Linked DNA regions of Mus musculus: regions 2 and 3 are each linked to region 1. A link is a contact called in public Hi-C and Micro-C data. All regions are on one chromosome and are shown on one strand. The core of a region is the stretch at or near the end of the contact, and the rest is flanking DNA. Distances in the headings are between cores, read along the strand shown. Region 1 has its middle 20 kb from the start of Shisal1. Region 2 overlaps Parvb (parvin, beta). Region 3 has its middle 24 kb from the start of Gm34201.

The links. A called contact is a pair of places that touch in the nucleus more often than the background predicts.
Region 2: a contact with region 1 is called in a Micro-C map of muscle stem cells, with 2.3 times the contacts expected there. The contact joins two enhancer-like sites. A contact is called at or near these places in 1 of 15 datasets of contacts at CTCF or cohesin (large pre-B cells), 9 of 484 Hi-C or Micro-C datasets (the N1E-115 cell line, bone marrow-derived macrophages, cranial neural crest and 6 more), 11 of 115 datasets of contacts at active chromatin or transcription factors (acute myeloid leukemia, double positive thymocytes, embryonic basal ganglia and 6 more) and 4 of 9 other capture datasets (adipose tissue, embryonic stem cells, liver and 1 more).
Region 3: a contact with region 1 is called in a Hi-C map of muscle stem cells, with 1.9 times the contacts expected there. The contact joins two enhancer-like sites. A contact is called at or near these places in 1 of 39 promoter capture datasets (hippocampal neurons), 2 of 15 datasets of contacts at CTCF or cohesin (large pre-B cells and pro-B cells), 20 of 484 Hi-C or Micro-C datasets (B cells, CD4 T cells, CD8 T cells and 14 more), 15 of 115 datasets of contacts at active chromatin or transcription factors (SST interneurons, astrocytes, a beta-TC-6 cell line and 11 more) and 1 of 9 other capture datasets (embryonic stem cells).

The regions. Positions count from the first base shown.
Region 1 is chr15:84,465,085-84,468,040 of GRCm38.p6, reverse strand. It overlaps a transcript of Shisal1 not described here. Among named protein-coding and RNA genes, the nearest start is that of Shisal1, 20 kb to the right of the region's middle. Within about 2 kb of position 1,365, at least 72 of the 459 cell types and tissues checked have an H3K27ac peak or open chromatin away from gene starts, as enhancers often do. A contact at or near this core is called in bone marrow-derived macrophages and muscle stem cells, where this site is marked.
Region 2 is chr15:84,278,932-84,281,887 of GRCm38.p6, reverse strand. The region is part of intron 3 of Parvb (parvin, beta); the gene reads right to left. Among named protein-coding and RNA genes, the nearest start is that of Gm33723, 40 kb to the right of the region's middle. Within about 2 kb of position 1,422, at least 58 of the 459 cell types and tissues checked have an H3K27ac peak or open chromatin away from gene starts, as enhancers often do. A contact at or near this core is called in bone marrow-derived macrophages and muscle stem cells, where this site is marked.
Region 3 is chr15:84,602,320-84,605,275 of GRCm38.p6, reverse strand. No RefSeq gene overlaps it. Among named protein-coding and RNA genes, the nearest start is that of Gm34201, 24 kb to the left of the region's middle. Within about 2 kb of position 1,520, at least 12 of the 459 cell types and tissues checked have an H3K27ac peak or open chromatin away from gene starts, as enhancers often do. A contact at or near this core is called in muscle stem cells, where this site is marked.

The DNA.
Region 1 (2,956 bases), core at 116-2,615:
TCAGGTCCGCTTCCTTGTTTCCCCACCTTGCCCGCTCAGCCCTCAGCCGCTCAGCAGGATTCCTTGAAGGACAACTCCCCTCCCCACCCCCCACCCCCAACCCAATCCTGGACCTACTTGCTATGTCCCTGAGGCTGACCTTGAACTCCCGATCCTCTAACCTCTTTAACCAGCACTGGGTGCAATTTCTCTTCTTTAGACAAACCCTGAGTCCCCAGCAGCCTGGAGATTTCATTAAAAGTCCCTGAAACTGGTCTGTGACTAGCTGGGGCCTGACATTCAGAGGGATAGCTTTATCCTCTCCCTCACACCCTGTCTTAATCTGTTTTCTGTTACTAGAGTAAAATACTCAAGGCAGATTGTTTTACAAAGAAAAGCCCAAAGGTTTGTTTATTTAGGTTACTGTTTTGGAGGCTGAAAGTCCAAACAGCATAAGGCTATATGTCTAGTAAAGGTTATGAGGCAGATGGTGGGTGTGTGTATAGGGGGAGAGATATAAAACCAGTGTGGCCAGGGTTGAGAGATCCCATAAAAATGACTTTAATGGGGTAAGGACAAGCTCCCTAATCCTTGAGACCCAACACCCTCCCACTAAGCCCCACCTCTTAAAGGTCCCCTCACCTCTTACACACCCATCCGTTTTAGAGACCAACCTCTGGACACCTCAACCTCATGGGACACACACTCCATCCACATCCAGGCTGAGACCCTCTTGAGTGGGCTCAGCTCCTGTTCCTTCATTGTCTTTAAAACTGTGCTGGAATGAAGAAACCACACGCAGAGTCCACAGCCCAGAGCCTGGCTAGGATCGGGCCTTGGCAAGCTTGTTTCTTTTTCTTTCCCTAGCTCCTGTTTACACAAAGCCTTAAACCTGCCAGCAAAGAGAGACTGTGTGTCGCTGGGGGATTCTGTCTTCAATGGGGAAAGCAAAATCCCAGGTGGCATCTCTCAGAGCTGGCCACATCTGCCAGCTTCCCCATTTAGCCTTCCCTTTCAGCCAACAAAAGGACCGGTGGGTGGCCAGCCTTGTTCATCAGAGCGGGAGGCTGTTGGCAGCAGCTGCAGCAGCGGCAGTGCACTGGGCACAGGTCTTCCTCTAGACCAGCTCTGTGTTTTGTTAGGGAATGTTCAGCAGCTGGTCAGGGGGCCTTTTATTATCCTCAGGCACACAGCTCCCGGCTCTGACTCTGAAGTCAGCATAGCTGGTCTAACCTTGTCTGAGTGTCTGTCCTGCAGGTGACTAGTAAGTATCCTTATGTGGGTTGACTTTAAGGACAGGACCTAGGACCACTAAGGCTCAACCAGTGTTCGTTCTCTGCGTCTTTCCCAGAACTTGGTGGCTTGGGGTTGGGGTGGGGTTCCGGTTTTTAAATCTGTTGTGCAACATTCAAGACTGGCCGTTCTGTGACACTTCCTTGAATAGCCTGGCCTCTCTTAGACTGTGCCTGGTTCCCCTGGGCCTTCAAAGCCCCTTGAAGTCATATCCTCAAAGCCCTGATCGTCTGAGCTGCCTTTGGACATGACTCCCTCCTCGGAGGCTGGTGTCAATGAGCTGGTATTAGGACAGTCAAGATGTGGATGCTGATGTCTGTATGTCCTACATGGCTTTAGACTTGACCCCACTGGGAAGGTAGGAAATGGAGAAAGGACAGACACACAGACATACATGCAGAAAAGCTGGTGCCCAGTGGGTTGTGCACACACTGAGAGCGTAGTATGAACACAACTCTGGGTACCTCAGCACATTTATTAGGTATAGCATGGGGGAGGGGCTCTGGAGGAGGTCTCTGAGGGCAAGGAGCCTCGGGTTGCGTTCACGTAGGACCCGGATTATTCCTAGACATCTCCTCCTCAGCTGTGGTTGCTAGCTTTTGCACGCAGTCAACATTTGCGCTTGGATCAGAGGAAAGCTTTGCCATCCCTCTGAGCCTGACCCAGGGGGAAGGCTTCGTCATCCCCGTGGGTCTGATGCATTTGGTTGTTGACATGGCTGTCAACAAAACACATTCACTCGAGACTTCGTCTGTTCTTTACACATCCACTCAGGCCTCCTGGGCTTCCCACACAAGTCGGAAGCACACAGAAAGTTGCCTGGAAAGTTGATGACTGGGTACAGCCCAGTTCAGCACGGTGACACCATTAGCTTCCTGAGGCTGTCTTCACGGGTACCACTGACAGAGGGCTATGCAATACAACACTCACAATCAATGATAAAGTAAGGGCAGATGAAGTTCCTTTTGTGACCCACAGAGAGAGCAGCCTACATTATCTACCCTTGCCCTCCTGGTCCTATAGACACACAGCCCTGTCTTCACATTGTGCATGGTTTTCTTAGCTCCTGTGTCCAAACTGAGCTTTGTGAGACCCTGAGTCTGACTGGCTAAGGAGTAGCTGGGATGCTCTCCTCAATCTGTTACAGGGCAGGAGCTTTGTCTACACAAAGCTGCATTCTAAGGGCCAGGGCTTGGCCTCTGCAGGGGAATCTAGAAACAGTTTCACTTCAGGCAACAGCCTGCAAGTGTTGCAGGAAACCTGCTGCAGACCTGGGAAGCCTGCTAGTGTCATGAGATATACACCAGAGAAGATTACTCCGCCATGGGTTTAAACCCATCCCAGAGTAGCCCCCAACCTTTCCCAGGGTGATCTTTTAAGCACAAATCCATATCCTGGGCTGACATACTTCAGTTAGCAAAAACAGCCAGAAGCAGAACTACAGACGCCAAAAATCAAGGTTAGTACATATAGAGACTTTCCCAGAACTATGGACTTTGATGATTAGGTCTGTTTTAGTTCTGGCAGGTAGTTCTGTCTACGTGTTGAGTTTTACAGCCTGGATGGTGCTTCCATCATGGAGTCGGTTGTGCTAAGGTCTGGGGCCCTGTGTTAAGTTACACATAGTTACTATGTGTCACTAGCTATAGCCCAGGTGCAGGGGAGGGAGGTCTTGGGTCACTGA
Region 2 (2,956 bases), core at 173-2,672, 190 kb after region 1:
ATTCCATTTACAGGCACTAAATGAGTAAGTGCTGGGGAAAGAGAGAAAAGGGGACCATGAGCCATTACCCCCCCTCTTGTCCCCTCCTAGCCTGCTCTTTAGCAGCCCTGAGTCCAGCCAGGGTTCCAGGCTCATAAAAGAAGTCCCAGCATGGCTTCTGCTCAACGCACCCTGTAGACTATTTGGTCAATGTCAAATCAACCTGTTGCACCCCTCAGATCCCAAGAGCTGTGCGATGGTCGCCCCAATCCACTTTGTCTCCTGTCCCTGTAGAGAGTTCAGGCCTGTCCCCCCACAGCTCTGCTCCCCTCTCTCTCTTGTAGTCAATGAGATTACACAGTATGCAACTCCTCCCTCGCGCCTGGCTGCTCCATTAGCACAGTGTTTGAAACCCATCTCCACTGTAAACCCTACCTTCCCCCAACTTCTGCCAGGATGCTTTACCACCGCATGACACAAACGTAGGTATATCTTATTTGTCTTCCCCACCGCCGGACCATTGGGGGGTCCTGTCACTTTCTGTCCATCACACTGCTGTGAACACTGGTCAAAGTGTCTGGTTCCATCTTTCCAGACCCACCACCAGAAGGCTTTTCTTAAGAGGTTTTTCCACTCCGTGCATTGGGAGTCATGCTGTGGAAGCAAGACACCTGTACTGTCGAGTGTCTCTTGGACAGGGGCTTCCCAAGGATGCTACCCATTCACTGTCAACACCCAGAATATACAGCAGATGCCTGCCCAGGGTGCCGCTGTGACTCAGATTGTGGCTTTTCCTTGCCAGCAAAATGAACTAAGCTACCTAATCGGACCCCTTAGCCCCTGAGCGGGGGAGATCTGTGACCACTCTCAGAAGAATCAAAGTGCACAAAATCCAAAAGCAGTGTCTCATGACTCCCCGAAGCAGTGACCTGAAAAATCTCGTCACAAAGTCCTGACCCATCAAGTCCTGACTAGCTTCCAAGTGACCACAGAAGACTGGCCCAGACCGACACTCACAGGGAGTGCCGAGCCTATGACTCACCCGTGTCTGGGGTAAAGGGCCACCCTTGAAGCCCCAGTGTCCAAGCACAAGGGGCAGGGAGACAGAGTCAGAGCCCTCTCCAGCTCTCTGGCTGACTGGGCTCCAGTCTGGCTTGTGCTCTCTGGCCAGTGGGCGATGAAAGCCAGGATGCCAGGCCTGGCTGGAGAAAACAGGTTGCAAAGGGTCACATCCTGGATGCCTGCTTGTCCTCATGCTCAAGGGTCTAAGGTTTGTTCTCACACTGGGGGCTGCAAACCACAGCAAGGATTTCCAAGTCACAAAAACGGTAAGATCTCAACTTCACAAGGAATGAAAAAAAATGATGGTGTGATGAGGTCGCCGTGGTTACTGTGGTGGCTGGACTTACATCAACTTACAGAGCCAGAGTCGCCTGGAAGAGGAACCGCAAGAGAGAAAATGGTTCCACTAGATTTGGCCTGTAAACCAGCCTGTGGTATGTTTACTTGATTGGTGATTGACATGGAAGGGCCCCGCCCATTATGAATAATGCCACGCCTGGGCAGGTAGCCCTGGAAATCGAGCTGAACAAGTCAGGGTGCAGCACCCCTCCACAGCCTCTGCATCAGCTCCTGCCTCCAGGTTCCTGCTTTGAGTCCCTGCCCTGACTTTCCTAGATAATGACTACAAGCTGTAAGCCTTTCCTCTCCAAAGACGCTGTTGGTCATGGTGTCCGTCACAGCAACAGAAACCCTCAGACGTCGGGGAAGGATGAATCTTCTCAGCCTGTTGCCAAGATGGCGGGGGCGGGGTAGCATGTGCTTGATTTGTTGCCCCACCTCCAGCTGCGAACGCTGCTGAGCCTTCATTGCCAGGGTCTCCCCTGAGGATAAAACATGAATGAGTGTCCACACCAGGTGCCACGCTGGGCAGTAAGGATGAAGAGTGACGTAGTACAGTCCCTGCCCACAAGGGCAGTTACCCGTCATGGGTGTTAGGCTGAGAAGGGTGCAGATGTGGAAGGTACACACGTTGGACATCTACCACCGTGTCTCTGGTCACTCCCCGGCATGCTCGAGGCTCTTGTCACTCTACCCATCGCAGTAATCACTAGAACATGCCAAGCATGTATGCCACAGGACCTTTGCACCTGCTGTTGGGCAGTTGGCTATGGTATTTGCCTCGGTCCTGACCAGGTCTGCTTAAATGCTACCTCCCTGACTTCTCTGCAGGGAATGGCAGAAGGGCGTGAGGCTTGGAGAAACCTCCTTGCCACCTGATTACATTGCATATTCACTTGGCCCACGTCATGCCTTTCTCCCAGGTACACTGTGTGAGTTGATGAGTGAGCTGCTGGGCTCGGCACTTGTCCCCAGTGGCTACAACAAGAGCAGACTCAAGGTCTCAAACAAACCAAAGAACGGCCTGGGGAAATTCACATCTAGAAAGGGCTTAGACCTTTCTATAGGACTTTGCTTCCGGATGCTTCCTTCTTCGGTCCTGCTAGGAAATCTCGAGAGAATGCTTCCTCTATGAGAATCCAAAACTTAGAGAAGAAAAACAAAACGAACAACAACAACAAAAAATCCCTAAAGCTAGATCTCTGACCTGCTCTAAGCAAGAACAGAAGGCCAAAAGCTCAAAGGAAAAAAAAAAAAGTCTACACAACGGGCCAGGCTCTCAGGTCACCGCCAACCCTGAAGAGGTGGAGCTGACTTGGGGACACCACCCATCACCTCATCATTCTGCTCCCGGCCATCCTCCTTAATCTTTCATTTTACAAAAGAGCTTTTAAAGATAGCATCAGCCATTATTTTTAGGGACGCGCTCATCGGCGAGCTCCGAGTCCTGCGGGCGAATAAGGAGGACATATATTAATTACATCCTTACACGGCACTCCATCATGGCCAGCTCTGTGAGCTTGCTCTAACCAGAATAAAAAATTACTTTCCCCTTAGTTCCCTCTGAATTATAATC
Region 3 (2,956 bases), core at 271-2,770, 140 kb before region 1:
TAGTTAAGGTTCCCTCTTTCTAGACATGTCCAGGTTCGTGTCAAGGTGACGAAAACCAACCAGCACAGTGTATCTGCTAAGTCTGCCAGCTCTGTCCTCTGGTATGGGAGCTACACAACAGAGCACGTGCAAAAATGGTTGTGTAGAGAAACCTATCCTGAGAGCAGAAAAAACTTCTGAGAATGGGTGGAACTTGAAGGCTGCTTTGGTTCTTGTACTGGCTGGTTTTGTGTCAACTTGACACAAGCTAGAATCATCAGGGAGGAAGGAACTTTAGTTGAGGAAATGCCCCCATGAGATCCAGCTGTGAGGCATTTTCTCAATTAGTGTGATCAAAGGGGGAGGGCCCAACCCATGATGGGTGGGGCTATCCTTGGGCTGGTGGTCCTGGATTCTATGGGAAAGCAGGCTGAGCAAGCCATTAAGCAACACTGCTTACGGGCCTCTGCATCCGCTTCTGCCTCCAGGATCCTGCCCTGTTTGAATTCCTGCCCTGACTTCCTTCAGTGATGAACAGCAATATAGAAGTGTAAGCCGAATAAACCCTTTCCTCCCCAACTTCCTTTTTGGTCATGGTGTTTTGTGACAGCAATAGAAACCCTGACTGAGACAGTTCATTTGGAGACTACACTTCTCCCTAGAACTTACCATCCTCCTTCTCCCATGACCTGCTCGCTGGGCATCCTCAGGGCCTGCCCATTGAAAGTGCCAGCTCTGAGTTTTGCTGTGGGGTGGCTGGTGCTGGTGGGCCAAGCAGCTCGGTAGGTGGAGTGGGGTGAGAAGTGGTCTTGAGAACTGAGAGTGTGGAGCTGGAGGCCACTGGCTGCAGGAGGCACAGAATGGACCTCGTGGTGCTGGGCCTGGGCTGAAGGCTGTGAGTTTCTCAGCAAGCTGTGGGATTTGGGGAGTAGGCAACCTCACTTGGCAAAGGCAGGGAAGAGCTATTGGTTACAGCAGGGAGAGAACCAAGCACGTGCCTAGGAGCACCCTCACTGGTGAGCCTTTGGATACAGTCTCCCCAGGCTACAGAGCAAGCAGATCCCCAGATCCAGGCTCCTAAGGGGCTTAACGAAACCGTATTCCCACGACTCTGCCTGCTACAAAATCCAAGCACATGGTGCCACAGGTAGTCTCTGAAGGCTCCAGGAACCTGCAGTTCCTCCTGGCCCTGGGCCACTCCAAACCATTGCTGATGCCACACATTGTCTCAGTATCCTCTCTTCCTCACACGAGGACCCCACTCGTCTACTCACAGCCACCAAACACTGCCTGGTCTTCTTTGCTAAGACCTTGGTTCCAAACGGAGTCAGGAGACTGAAGCTTGGAGTATCTGTGAGTTTTGGTGTATGCCATTCAGCTTGCTACTGGGACAGGGCATCAGGTCACACATGAACCCCACAGTCTGCTGAGCACCCCTTGCAAATCACAGGAGCCGGTCTCTGACTCCTAGGCTGTTGGCCACCAGGGCTCAGTTCCTGCCAGGAGTTGGCTGAGCGCTGACGTAGGTACTGACCACAGCAGCTCTAATGTTCCCCGTAATTGCATTCCCAGGCCCAGGAAACTCTCGCTTGCCTCCCTGAGACATGCAGAGAAGGCCAGTAATTAGATATCTGCCTTCCCAAATCACTCCTTTTTTCAGAGTTAGAAGTAATTTTCTGTCTGGGAATAATTAACTTTGAGGACCTGGGCGAGGTCTGCGGGAGGAAGAAGGTGGCTGGAAGCCTCTCTGAAGAAAGCTGGGAGCTAAGCTTCAGGCCATGGGTGGCCTGTGTCAGAAGTGGGCCCCAGGTATCCAATTACCTAGTGGTCCTGCCTGTCATCTCCTAATGACTCCCACAGCTTCCTAGAACAGCTCTGTTTTTCAATGTCATCTCCCGGGATTGTACTTCAGGTGGCCTGGGACTTGGAGGGGAGTAGATTTAAGTCCAGATCTAGGGCCTTCAAGGCAGGGATCTAGTGGTGATGTCATGGGCAACTGTAGGGTATGTGTGAACCAGGACAATGGATGGTAGCTGTTCAGAAAAAGCCTTAAAATTGCTGGTCCTGATGACAGAGGTGGTGGGATCAGTCGGCGAGGACGAGGGGTACTGGCTGTCCTCACGGTCTCCCAGTGGATGCAGAAGCTACAGCCAGGCCTCATAGCCAGGAAGGGGCAGAGAAGCCAAGAAAGCTGCGATGATCCCCAGGGATGCCCAAGGCTGATTTCTGGGAAGGTTCTGCCCCTTTATTTCCTCATAGGCTGTGGCATCCCTGTTGATCTCAGGCAGTGGCCGAGACCCTCAGTCAGGGCCACTTTAGGCCCAGGGATAACAACTAGTACGTCCCTTTCCCCTCCTCCTGCAAACTTAGGCCCAAGCGATATGGGTACATACCCAGTGACCCACAGGGTAGAGCTGGATCCAAGATGGCACTCAGTTTACCTTCCACCTGGGACTGTAGGCTGGTTCTAGATCCTTCTGTCACTAAGTGACCTTCAGATAAGGAGCCTGTCTAAAGAGATGGCAAGGTGAATGATGTTTAGTTAGGTAAGGGTACCTGCTGGGTCCCTGTGGGTTTTGGGATAAGAGTGAGTTTCTCCTGTGGTACCACACACACAAGGCTTGAGTGTGTTCCTGGGTCCCCATCCTCAAGTGGCCATTGAGAGGCAGAGGCCAAGGTTCCAAGGATGGGTGTCTCAGGGCATCTTGAGTCTCAGGTGTGCCAACAGCAGCCCTGAGAGGGCTTCTAGACTGAGATGGGGTTCAGGCTCTGTGGAAGACCACGATCTTTGGTGACCCAGAGGTCCAGGAGGGTGGCAGCCAAGCAGAGGCCAAGTTGTGAGTCCCCATGAGGGTAGGGGACATATCAGCCAGTGGGTACAGAGCTCATGGCTATGTCTCCATCAGACCTGGGTGGTACCAGCCACCATCATGGCAGCTGATCAAACCAGGAGGATCCTCAGTGTGAGATGGGAATA